Linked DNA regions of Oryzias latipes: region 2 is linked to region 1. The links are chromatin contacts, called in public Hi-C maps. All regions are on one chromosome and are shown on one strand. Each heading gives the region's core, a stretch centred on a gene start, on an enhancer-like site or on the middle of the called end of the contact. The rest is flanking DNA. Distances are from core to core; before and after follow the strand shown.

Evidence for each region. Hi-C and Micro-C count contacts between places; a contact is called where the count stands out from the background.
Region 2: a Hi-C map of embryo shows a contact between it and region 1, with 2.0 times the contacts expected there. The contact joins the promoter of hes1 here to the enhancer-like site in region 1. A contact is called at or near these places in 2 of 5 Hi-C or Micro-C datasets (embryo and fibroblasts).

What each region holds. Positions count from the first base shown.
Region 1 is chr4:12,686,801-12,693,319 of ASM223467v1, reverse strand. No RefSeq gene overlaps it. Among protein-coding and RNA genes, the nearest start is that of LOC111947361, 11 kb to the right of the region's middle. Within about 2 kb of position 2,624, at least 2 of the 8 cell types and tissues checked have an H3K27ac peak or open chromatin away from gene starts, as enhancers often do. A contact at or near this core is called in embryo, where this site is marked.
Region 2 is chr4:12,729,765-12,736,797 of ASM223467v1, reverse strand. It overlaps hes1 (hes family bHLH transcription factor 1), which reads left to right and starts at 2,360. Exons shown (of 4, transcript NM_001104843.1): 1 at 2,360-2,467; 2 at 2,576-2,671; 3 at 2,762-2,849; 4 at 2,961-3,502. The coding sequence starts at 2,360. The coding sequence ends at 3,502.

The DNA.
Region 1 (6,519 bases), core at 1,375-3,874:
CTTGCGGACTGACAAATATAGCATCTACGTCACAGTTTAAAGCTTTTTCAAACTGCATTTTTTTTCGTCTGCTCCTGCTTCACAACAATTTCAATAATGAAATACTCAGAAATGCCATTTTAATCTGAGTTTTCTTTATATTTGTCCTCCATCATCAGAAAAATGCCACATGGACATGTTAACCCTTGTGCTATCCTAGGCCCTTTACCATTGGGAGTTGGGTCATCTAAACCCACTAGACAGTGCGCTGAACATTTTTTCTTCAATGATTTGTGATCTTCACTGGTGTCCATGGACTACATGAAATCTTTCCACCTTTATCCACCTTTGTCACGGTAGGGAGAACACGTCAATATAAGGGTGGGGTCATCTAAGATAGCACAAGGGTTAAAAACACTATTTTCACTGGATTGGGTCCTAAAGCCAGTCATGTTAGGTGGGTCTGGGGGTCATTCAGAAGCAATTATTGTAACAGTCATTAAATGCTTGACAAGCAAGGGAATGGAAAAGGGATTATATGCTGGAAATAAGAAACTCTAGGGGGGTAAAGGATGCAAGACCTGATCAGTTAAGAGTATGTAACCTCTGCGTCCTTAATCACCACCCCCACCTCAACAGACATTCATCTTAGCTCAGCCATGTCTAATGCTACCAAACATCTCCAAGTACAATGTTGCAGAACAAAGGTGCACCTTGTGCTCTGGTCCTCTCCAGGTGTGATGATGAACAGAACTTGATATTTGACTGAGAGCCTAAAGATATCTTGTTTATACCATCACACCCCCTGATGATTTGTTTTGTTTTATGAGTTTTTACTCTGTGTGAAATTTAGTGTCTGTATGGTTGTTTTTTTTTAAGTTCTTTATTCAGCCCCACAGTTCTGTTGTATTTTCCCGCGCTCCTCCAAATCAATTTCAACCAAATAAAAATGTGGTCTGACCTCATTTGTCGGTGTGTGGTCATTAAAAATTAGGATTGTTGGGTCTACACGCCTGTTTTGAAAGTCATCCAAGGGTGCAGCCTTTAAAGTAAATCTTTGCTCCCTCAGTCTGCACCAACATGCACACAACTTTGATCTCAGCATGAATGTGTCTATTTGTGTCACTTCTGAAACGTCCAGAGGAAGTCCAACTCGAGTTACATATTTGTTGCGGCAGTGACTTTTCAGGATGTGGGTTTTCTGGAAGATTTAGCTCTCAGATGATACAGTGCCTCAAAGTCTGCCTTTGTTTGTCATTAGCCCATTTTCTTTGAAGGGCTTCAAGTACTATGAATTCCTGCTTTCAAATGTGAAGCTGTGTGATTATCTGAGTGACGCTGAAAGCGATTACTGATCTGAAAGAAATATTATAAGCTGACCCAAAGCACATGTCAGTGAAAAGAACTATGGGACTGCTGGATCATCATACAGTGGCAATTCAACTTACACACCCAAAAGACATTTAATATAAAGTACTGTTGAATGTTTTGCCCCGACAACAGTCTGCAGCCTCACCGCAGGCATGCATGTGTGCATGTGTGTAATTGCGTGAGTGTCTGCATGCTGTGCACCAAAGGGGTGAGCGCGGTTTGGCGAATCCCTTGCAGACAAGCAGGAACATGACACATAGTTCCTCCAGCGTATCCTCACAAACCACATAGAGGAAGCGTTAATGATAAGCACCTGGATTCCCACAAGCTCCCAGTTACATCCAATTGGCAGTAACTGATAAAATTGGGATGAGTGGGAGTTAGAAGTCACAGCCTCAGTGAATGAACCCTTTTCACATCAGGATGCAAAAGAGAGCTCAAAAAGAGAGATGAAGAGATCCTTTATGCTGGCAGTGTGTTCACATGACAGGAGACCACACGCTTGACAGGGGATAAAATAGAGGAGCACAGAACAGGACACTGTCCTTCCAAGACAGCCCATGAGGATCCAACACACTCCCACACATCTGAGCTGGTGTGTGGCCTTCACACACTCAGAAAAACACGTGTCCATCTTTGTGCCCTCCTTTCAACATGAACTTCTCACTTTCTCAATCCAAGCCACGCTTCCTGCCGACTTTGATGCATGCGTTTTCTTCGTGCTCGACAATGATCTCTTTCCCCCTCTGAAAGAACTGGTCCCGGGGTAAAAAGGCTTGGATCTGAAGACTTTGCTTTATCTTTTGCCCCCCAACTCTCTGTTGACACAAAATTGCTTCACCCGGGCCACAGTGCGGTTCAACTGCAGTTGAAAAGAGACGGGAACCAAATCCCTCTCATAGAAAACAACACTGTAGCCTTTTCAGTGTGACTGCCCACAAGGAAAAGGTCCTTTTTTGTGCATGGTGGACACGGCGTCTATCCAGCAAACCGCTTGCCACAGATGTTGACACTGTTGGTTGCGGGTTAAGATGCCCTCCAAAGGCCATTGTATCCCTTGTATCTTTCTCTCGTATTGAGTTTTTCCTCTCTTCTAGGAGGCAGCCGGAGGCAGAGGGGGAAAAGTGGTGAAAGACCTCCGGATGGCAGTCAGCGCTCCAGGGGGCCTTTTTGCCTACAGGGACCCAGGCAAAGAGCTTCATTATGGGTAGCAGCAGGCAGCCACTGAAGGCTGGATGCTATAAGTATTGTGTTGCTGGAAAGATCCGGGTCCCTCTCCAGAACAGGTTCAAAGGTTAGCCCCCCCGGTGGGCTCTTCCATACCTGCCCAGTTCCGACCCCTCCACACTGCCCCCACGAGCCTAGACAGCCCCAATTACAAACAATAGAAACCAGTCATCACGCCATTAAGCAGAGTTTTAAGATAAGGAAAAGAGTGGAGCGGAGGGATTAATTCAGCACACTCCTCACTTGTCAATGAATACATAATTGCATTTATGAGCTGCTGTGAAAACCTCTTCTTTGCACTTAAGTGGGAATGAAACTACTCATAAACTCAAAACCAGCCTTTTGATAACATCTCAGCTATTGGTGCTGTTAGGGGGTGGTTTGTGTATACATACGACTCTGAGTTTGCATGCATAGGGACGGAAAATGTGGTAATTTTGCTGAGCTAAACATTGCCCGTACTGTGTCAGGTTGTAATGATACCGCCTGCACTCACCTGTGAACTCTGTCGGCCCTTTGAAGGTCGGCTTTACTTGTAAACCTTCAAATTCAGTACATGTTTCCTTGAAATGTTTCTTCTTAGCGAATTAAACTGATAGCACAGCGTAACTCTATTTTTCTTAAATTTTTAAGACATGTGTGAGCAAATTCAACTATACCACGTGAAGAGTTTATGACAGAGCTGGTAGTCAACATTGATTGATGATGCGCGGGAGTGAAGGAGTGTTTCTGACCCCAGAATAACAGAACATTAACCTACTCCCCAGGCAAGACTGCACAACTCTTAAAACCTGACCTTGTGTCCCCCTACACCACCACAGGGGGTCTGCAGTCTCCGATCTCCACCACAAAAGTTACTAACAAAGTGTTCCCCTCCACTCTTGTGTGCAGAGCTGAATGATGGGAATGTTGCCTTCATCTCCAAGCCACATCCAGGGCAACTGGGGTGGAGTGTCCAGTTAGAGCATCAGCTGCAGGTAGCATTCATGGTTGCCCTGCTCTTGTATCCTGCTGCTAAAAATTGTTGTCGCTCTCTGGGTATCTTTTTGGAAGTGTCAGCTTTGGGGCCCCCTGATGGGGAAATGGTTGATATAACTTGATTAGACTGCAGGATGGATTACAATTTGGCAGCACCCATGAAGGCTCTGACTTGTCTCTCTTAACCTCTCCTCAGGAGGCAGCAATTAGTGGAAGTAATTGGGAAATTAGCCTTGTTGTTGCATGTTTTCTCCTCTTCTTTTTACTTTATCTAGGTTGTTTCTACCCCGATGACATCAAACCTCTGCCACTTTTCTAGTTTGCACAATCTCATGATAAATATCCATTTTGCTGATTTATTTAAGCCACTTCAGAAATAGAAAAAAGAAACTTGCAGATAACTTTATACACACAGGAAGGTTGGTGACAGACACTTGTTATTTCTCTCTATTGCTTTTCTTTATGTCGCTCGATGCCTGGAGCCAACAAAAGAGATAATTCAATTAGTGCAACCAAGGACTCCAAAAGCTGGAAAGCCTTTTTCATCACAGAGATTTGCATCATAAAACTTCACCGCGTCGCTGAAGGTTCTCTGACTTTTGTACTTTATGAATCTTAAGGCGGCAGACAAGGCCAGAACGTCCTCTTTCTGTTTTCATGTACTTGGATCTTCAATTCAGCTCAATCTGATGGTTATTAAAAGTTTTACTTTTAATTCTTGGTCCCTGAATCATAATAAAAATCTGAAAGAATGTGTCTTTCAGAAACTCTGAAAAAAAAAAGCTTTGTCTACCATGCAGCAGGAAAAAAATTAAGGATAGAAGACGTCAAATTGGAGAATGGAAGCATCAACTGCTTTGACTTACTTGAGCTGCTCCTTAAGTGGAGTTCAATCAAAAAATCGTGAGAAGGTTTTATGAAATTTCTCAAGTCGTTCAGCAAAGTTATTTAGTTCTTATCATGATAATTAAACTATAGTGAAGTGTGTGAAATGTTTTTTCCAAATTTTTATCTTGAAAGTCTTCTAAAGAGTGCATCAGAAAACTAATTTTTTATCCTCCTGACATCCTTTTGAAGTTTCTCATGTTCCACGTCTTAACAGATCTTCTGAAGTTTAGCACAGGGGGCCTTAAAAAGCTGTTCCAAAACCTTTAGAAACCTCAAGTCATCCTTCACTCAGGTTTGTGGAGCTTGTCGTCTCTGGGGACCCCTGACCTTTCACGCATTGTGGATTTGTGTCTGACGTATTCTAGATGTAACCATCTGTGCCCTCTCACCCACCCCCAATCACTTGTTTCTCCTGGACGAGTGTCCGGATCCACTGGGCTGGAAAAGATTCTTACAGGGGATGGAGAAAGTTTAAGCAGAAGAGACACAGGAGAGCACCTGGACCTTCTTTTTTTTTGTCTTGAGAACACAAAAATTTTATGAGGAAGTAAAGGTAAAGGATGTAGTTCTTTTCATTCAAACCCTCCTTGTTTGGACTGTGGGTTCTAAAGCATGTGGACAAGCTTATGTCACTCATCACACTTGTTTTGTGCTTAAGCTGAAACAGGCCTCAAACAGAGCGGGCAGCCTCCCTTTCAGCCCCCCGTTTTGTCATCGACACCCAATGAAGAGCATAAACTTCAGGAATGTCTTTTGAAGGAAAATTTGTGACGTCTGTGTGGTTTAAAATCCTGTCAGATGATCAATGTACAAATCAGCCTTCTTAACCAGATAAAGCATTTCTCAAATCCATGGCAGATGAAGCTGTGGTAGGCGTCATGTGACCGTCAGAATACCACAACTATACAGCGATTCCTCAGAAAGAGTGCTTCATATCTTTACGATAGATCTTTATTAACCCTTGTGCTGTCCTAGGCACTTTGACATTGGGAGTTGGGTCATCTAGACCCCACTAGACAGTGCGCTGAACCTTTTTTCTTCAATGATTTGTGATCTGCACTGGTTTCCATGGATTACATGAAATCTTTATCCACCTTTGTCATGGTAAGGAGAACACGTCAATGTAAGGGTGGTGTCATCTAAGACAGCACAAGGGTTAACCTAAATTATTTCAGAAGTCAGTATTTTTGACAGACATGTATCAAACAGTAGAGTGGGTTGTGGATTTGGTGATGTATCCTCTGATAATGTATGGTGATAACATCAACAATTATGTGAATGTGTGTTGCTCTGGAGAAGGAAGTACTACCATCTAGTGGGCAGTAGTTTATTTTTTTATTATTTGTTTTGCCATTAAAGTTTTTTAACAGGTATGTTTATCCTTAGAGATTATCATGAAGGTTTGATTTGTTTTACACATAAGTGTCACTTAAGAGTAACATTTCTTAATAGCATGACGAAAACTTTTAATACTTTTAATTGATCTTTATTTTAATCAACCCTCACTAAAGCAAAAATTGAGGAATGTTTCAATAAAGCCTTAGACACCAGACTGACATAAAGGGCTGCTAATGACCATACCTATGTGCACAGGGAGGAAAATCCTGCAGCTTTGTTATTTTTTTATGTCTTTACAAAAAAGTTTGTGCCTGTTAAGTATTACATATGCAGACGTTTTGCTTTGATAGCACCCAGACTATACACGATCTGTTTTGAAGAGCTTCTTTAGATGTCAAAAATGTTTGATTTTAAACATTTGCTTTGTGTTTCCAGTCTGCATTTTTCTTGTTTTGTTTGTGTTCGGAATTTGGTTTTCATTCATTTTTCCCCAAACCATTTGCACTAAAGTATAAATATGTTTAGAAACTAAGATCCAAACCAAAGTGTTTATGATAAATATTCTTCTATAGTATTAGTTCTGTCATGATTTGCAAGAACCGAGACAGACCCAGACGCTGGAACCCGGAAGGAAAACAGGAGAGCGTAAGGTAGGCGATTTATTTTTGCAGGACGTGGATCCGTAGGCGAGGATGACGGCTGATGGCGGCAGGTGAGTAGCAGAATGAGAAACAGGAA
Region 2 (7,033 bases), core at 1,111-3,610, 44 kb before region 1:
GCAAGGAAAAGGACAGAGCACCCTGACTCAGTTCACTGCTGGAGACCTCTTGCAACATGAGCGTGAGAAAGTCATTCAGGCGAAAAGAGTTTCAAAACCTGCACTCTGTCTACAGACCATCAATGGGCTTGTTTGGGAACTCTGTCAGTGCCATTGTGTGGGACTAAATGACTCAGGTGTGCAGTCCACAACAAAAGGGAATGTTTGTGATGTGTGGGACAGAGAGGCTCATGCATGGAGTCTGCCAAAATTGGCATTTATGCACAAGACTGGTGGACTCAGTGATGTTTCTGCCTTCATCTGGCTGAAATACAGCAGATTAAAGCACATCCAGATTCCTTTTGAAACTTGAGGCTGAAACATGAAATCAGCATGTTTAATCATAGCTATGGCGGTCAAGTCAACCTTCATACAGAAAATTTTGATGGATCTTTTTAGCATAGAAGTAATCTCAGTTTGAAGATGACCCTGAATCATCTTTTCCTTAAGTTTACTGCAGGCTTCAAAGCCCCTCACAGTACTCTTCAAACACATTTGTTCAACCCAATTATTGGATATTCATGTTGGCATATATTTTTAGGATACTTTTTGAAGCAATACACATTTTTGGGGTTATATTTTTGCGGTTATATTGGTTTCATTTTAAATCTATTTGTTGTTGTATTTTTCCGGAGTTGAAATAACACAGAAAAATGTTGGAAGTTGGATTAAAAGTAGCCCATCTTGAGTTGTTTTTAACTATAGAGGTTGTAGTGCGCAGCAGTGTTGTCTATCACTGTTAAATCTTGCAGGCAACCGCTTGGCGACGCCCCGCAGATCCAGGCGGCAAGCCGGCGAGCAGAGCGCCTTCCCCCGGTCGCCTGCGCGCCACGTGTCGCGGTCTTTCCAGCAGCTGGAGGTGCGCGAGCGCACAGAGCCGCGCGCAGAACGTCAATGTGTGACTGTTGCTGTGTCACTGATAACTTCACTTGACTGGTCTGCAACATCAACAACAAAAAGCCCAGACAGTGCCTCCTATTGTTCCACTTTTATTCCCAGGGAAGCTGGTTAAAACATTCACAAATCCCCTGAACTCATGGTTACACTTTATTGTGTTGGATTGCACAACTTTAGGAACACAAAGCTGCTGCTCGTCAATAAACCTTCAGAAGGCAATTGTCGGAGTTATTTCACTCACTTTTGCCCGTCTGCTCTTACGTCTATCTAACAATAAAGATAAGGAAATGAAATTATGACCTGATATCTTCAAAAGCCTTGAACGCCGTGGGGCGGCTACAGGCGGGAAGGGGGAGGAAAGGGGGGGGGCGGCGGCGGCAGCGGTGTGATCGTGTGAGCTCTCCAGGCTCAGAAATATCTCTGCTCTGGCTCACATTCCGATAAGGGAGCCCGATCCAGCTCTCTCCGTAGGCGTGGTTTTCCCAGGCTTTTAAAACAGCAGCTGCTATTTACCTTCCCCTCTAATGTAAACCACTGCCGCCGCCACATGCCCTCCCCTGGCCCGGCGGCCCCCCGGCAGCCCGGCGGCCAAACCTCCAACCACCGCGCTCATAAAACATCCTGGCACGTGCTCCACATTCGCAACACGGACAGATGATTAAGTGGCAAACTTTTGTCAGTGAAATGTTTCTGCAGAGAAATGATGATCCCGTGTCTCTGCGTGCGTGTTCACCCCCTCATGTGCTCCCCTCGTGGGCTTTTGGAGATGTTTTCTTTACTAAATTGATTATAACCGCAGCCTAAAGCCAGGATAAGAGCCCTATTTTCTTCCCCTAAAAAAAACGCGCACCACTTTTCATGTTTAAAAACATAAAGTTATTAGTCATTTTAATGTGTCTAAACACAAAGATGTTTCTCTTGTTATCACAAGCCTTGCAGACTAAAAGTCATGCCCAGTCAGCGGCTCCACTGTTAATATGGAAACGGCGCGATGATTGAAGACTGAAGGCAGTTTCCTCGGCTGCGCCCTGAACTCGGGCCGTGCGCCATTGGCCGCCAGCTCCGGCAGCCAAACAACCAATGGGAGGGCGCCGACCACGAGCCGTCCTCTCTCGGGCCGCGTGTCCCTCGCCCTGATTGGTAGAAAGTTACTGTGGGAAAGAAAGTTTGGGAAGTTTCACACGAGCCGTTCGCGTGCAGGGTGAGATATAAATACATGCAACAAGAAGAGTCTATCAGACAGATCTGCTTCTGGTTGAGGCGCAGCCGCCGCGCGCATCGCTCTGACGGATACATACCTCAGGATTTTTATTTGTCCTTTTTTAATTCAAAGGAAAAAGGGACTTTTTGCCAGTTTGAGCGCATCAATTTACTCATTTCCTAAACCAGTGGATCCTAATTGTGGGATATTTCTAATAAGAAGATGCCTGCAGATATGATGGAAAAAAACTCATCCTCTCCGGTCGCTGCAACCCCGGCAAGCATGAACACAACTCCCGACAAACCCAAGACAGCCTCGGAGCACAGAAAGGTTGGTACATTTCATCAGAAATGCGCTCTCGTTCTTCTTCAGCTGGTGCGCATCGATCCAGAAATGTTCGGATCCGAATCATGACGTATATTATTTTGTTTTATTTAGTCCTCAAAGCCAATCATGGAAAAGAGAAGAAGAGCCAGGATCAACGAGAGCTTGGGTCAACTGAAAACACTCATCCTAGATGCTCTCAAAAAAGATGTAAGTGTTCCGGTTATCGGTCGATTTCAAAGCGTTTCTTGTCAGATAGTTGGCGCGTAATGCTGACCAGGTGTGTTTCCGTCGCTGCAGAGCTCCAGACACTCCAAGCTGGAGAAGGCGGACATCCTGGAGATGACGGTGAAGCATCTCCGGAACCTCCAGAGAGCTCAGATGACCGGTAGGTCTAATTTTACAATCCGATCTGTTGCTTAACGTAATCATCTGGACTAGAAAACACGACTCCAGACTCTACATGCCTGTGTTGACTCAGATGTTTGTCTCGCCGCAGCTGCTCTGAACACAGACCCTTCTGTTTTGGGGAAATATCGCGCCGGATTCAGTGAATGCATGAATGAAGTCACCCGCTTTCTGTCCACGTGCGAGGGGGTCAACACCGAAGTGAGGACGCGGCTCCTCGGCCACCTGGCCAACTGCATGACCCAGATCAACGCCATGAACTACCCCAGCCAGCATCAGCACCAGCATCCGCTCCCATCCACCGCGGGGCCAACGCACCCGTCCTTCAGCCAGCCCATGGTGCAGATCCCCAGCTCGTCCCCGCAGATCCTGCCCATGAACCCGGCGTCCTGTAAAGGCGGCTCCTCGCCGGCCGCACTGCCTTCGGACGCCACCAAAGTCTACGGGGGCTTCCAGATCGTGCCAGCCACAGATGGACAGTTTGCGTTCCTCATTCCCAACGCGGCGTTTGCGCCGAACGGCCCCGTTATCCCCGTGTACGCCAACAACGTCAGCACGCCGGTGTCTGTCCCGGCTGCCGTTTCCCCGGGAGCCCCGTCAGGAACCACTGATTCAGTGTGGAGACCGTGGTGAGAGGTGGAGGAGTGACTGAAAACATACTCTCTAGTTCAACATGTCATCATGATAGACTTTTCTTTTTTTTTTCTTGTAAAATGAAGAGTATGCACTATATTTGTACAGCTAACAAGGGACTAAAGTTCATATTGAAATGAGATTTGTATTGTGGAAGTTCGTTCACTGCATTTTTATAGGCTATATAAATATATATATTTGAGTTGTCTTTTCTACTGTGTGACGCCAAAGACATGTTTGATGCTGTCCTGTTCTTCGTTTTGGAAGACAAATAAATTTGTAAAAAAAAAAAAATGTTGAAAAGTCAGTTTTTTATCATATCAAATGGAACAGACTTTAAGTTCACTTCTTTGTCCATTACTCCAAGTTAAAGCTGAGATTTTAATGTGAAAGTACTGCTTTTGTGCATGGAAAAAGTTTCTGAAGTGTATTTTCCAGGACAAAACTTGAGTTAAAAATATGAAATCTTAGTTCGTGACATCAACCAAATTAAATATTTTTGACCATAAAACACATCTGTGGACAAAAATGTAAAATATTGTTACATTTGTGCATATAGGAGCTTAAAAAGTGGATTTTGGGGGGCGTTTCTGCACCAAGAATGTCCAAATGTTTTAGGGACATCTTCAGTCTTGTAGAAAAATAAGGTAGTGGAAATTGAGTAAAACTTGAAAAATCAAAAGCAAACTTAACAAAAGTTTTTGTTTCTTTATGCATAGATACCTTTTGACATCAGGAAACTTGTTTTATTGAAAGGTTCATTTTTTTTACTGTCAGACAAACATAATTTAAGTTAGACTGTCCTGGAGTGCCAGCAAACAAGCTCGGTGATGCCATTGGCTGCATAAATGAATGGGAACCAGAGGAACTGCATGTAATCAGTAACAGGAGGGAGATCATCTGTTGGCGGTGTTTCCCTCTGATTTCCAGCTGTTCAGTCTCTTGAAAAATGTTGGACTTTTAAGGGAGTCACTGGCGCCATCTAGCAGCAGACAAAAGAACTGCAACAATAGGGGTGTTGGAGGATCAATGTTGTTGATGAGTGGATGTTTTATAATCAGCGGGGGCTTTTTGACTTGTTTTGTGGTGTAAATATACCCAAAGGACAGTTTTGAAGTTTTATTTAAATGATTTTATTTTTGTAATCTCATTTGGATCATCATTAATTGATAACCGAGCTGCCACTGTGGCAACAATGCTGATCCTCTGCTGTGTGCCACAAAGAGAAGCCTTAGGATGTGTCTTTAATCAGAGCTTAGGGAGGTCCTTGGTGCTGGTTAGGGGCTTGACAGAAGAGGATACATGTTTAACACATTGCCACTGAGCCATGTGGTAGCGCTCTGCTCTGCCCAGGTGTGCATGCCCCCTCCAGCTATCTGAGTGTGGCCCTCCTTTGAAGGTGGTGTGTGCGTGGGGGGTGTGGGGGCACAGGTGTTTGCAATTATCAGTGTGCTAAGAGGCAAAAAGTGTGGATAAGTGCCATCATTTTGAATTTCCATCACACCTTTTTATAGGGGGGCCACGCATCACTGTTTGATTGAAACCATGTGTGCGCCTATGCCCGAATGCATGGATGTGATTCTGTGCGTGCGGGACGCGGCGTGTGGACACGAGGCACGGGGGAGGTAAAATGGATTAAGGGGGGGTAGATGTTTGAGGAAAGGTCTTCCATACAAGGTAGCAGTCAGCATCCCATCTCCGAACGAGCCCTACACGAGGCTCCCACAGCATTCCAGCTGCACCAATGCAGAGCTTCCTGCCCCTGGGGCCACAGCTGGACACAGGACGTCTGGGAAGGCACGTGTTGTGACCCGGACAACACCCAGCTGCTGAGCCGCCCTCCCAACACAACCAGACGTTTTCTGGTCTCTCACTCCTCCTGGGAGCAGCTTTACGAGCCTCCTTATTTTCCCCTTGCAGTGGCCGAGCTGTTGGAGTGACCGCACACATGTCACAACACGACTTGGGGGTTAGCCGCCAAGCCTGTCCATTAACTTTTCCCACACTCCGCATGCATGCAGGGAGCGCAAAGAGGAGGTGGGGGGATCCTATGCTTCCTCCTTGCCTCTGTAAGTGCTACCATATGGTCCACTCTCTTACTCTCCCTACTACAGTCATCCTGTGTTGCTCTGCCTCTCTCTCCCAGCCCATCACTGGGGCTGTCTTTGATTGCGGCCCAGACAAGCAAGAGCTTTATGATTTAAGTCCAGGGCTTGCTGTACCAAGCCCTGGACTTATTTTGAAGCCAAACTGTTCTCCCTCCCAGCCCTTTCTGCTCTCCCTCCACCCCCTTCCTCCTTTTGCAGTTGCAGGGGAAGGCTGTTTTCTGGCAGGAAATGAATAGCTCCCAGATGAGCGCAGGAACCTGAGAGGTCGTGAGAAAGAGGCGAACCCCCCTCCGCAGGCCCGGCTTGCTGCCAGCCGCCGGGGGAATGTGGGAGAGCGCCTCTCTGACACACGCATCAACCCCTCTGCCCTCTACCACACCGCCTGCCTGCCTGCCTGCCTGCCTCAGCGCTGGGCCTCAAGCCTGGAAATAGACTGACAAACAGGGCAACCGCCACCAAGCCAGGCTGAGCGACTTGTCAGCTATTGAGCCGGAGGGACAGGAACCTGTGGGAGGAGTTGGAAGAAATTGTTGCAGCTGGATCAGACTGCTTGTGAAGTTTGAATCGCAACACAAGCAAAGCACCACAATAGAAAATGAGATGTGTTGTTGAAGTTCACTTAGTTTTGTCTCATTCTGACACATTTGCACAGATTTTAGTCGGACAGACACGTGTGCACACTTGCTCACATGCGCTCCTCTCCCTGTCCCAGAGGCTCCCATTCATTCCACCACATTTACTCACTCAGACAGGTGTTCCGTGTCAAGAGAAAAGGGTTTCCCCCTTCGGATCTCCTTGTGCTGAACTAACATTTATTCTGTCTGAAGCTGACACTGCTTTGGTTGGATGTGGTTTGATGTTCTTTCACACCTGTCCGGGAGTATTTTAGGGTCTTTTTAAATCACATCTCTTCATCGCTGGGACATTTTTGAGATTAAGTAATTAAAGCCCGTTCTCTTAATAGCCTTGTAAAAACAAGTGCAAAGGTAAACATGCTCACTGACTCCTGATCATAGCAGCTTTTGAAAAGTGTTGATTAGATAAATCTTTACAAAATACCAATCTAATCAAATTAAGCTTCCTCTAGAAAATTTAATGGCAAAAAACGAACAGATTTTGCTTGGATTAAAACAAAACAGTAAAACAAAAATGCTTTAATGCTTTTTATATGCATATATACATAACTATCTCTCTCTCTCTGTAGGCAGGCAGGCAGGCAGATGAAAAGGAGTTCCATTTTGTTCAGAGTGGAATTTAGAAAGGTTAATCAATTCTTAGTAATCAATTATCAATATCTGAATTTGAACATTTAATTATGAACTGATGAATTGAATTGAAATGAATCAAAATCTTATTGATTCAGTTGTTTAGCAATGATTACCAAGTGTAATGTAATCACACATTTATGGTGGTTAAATTTTTT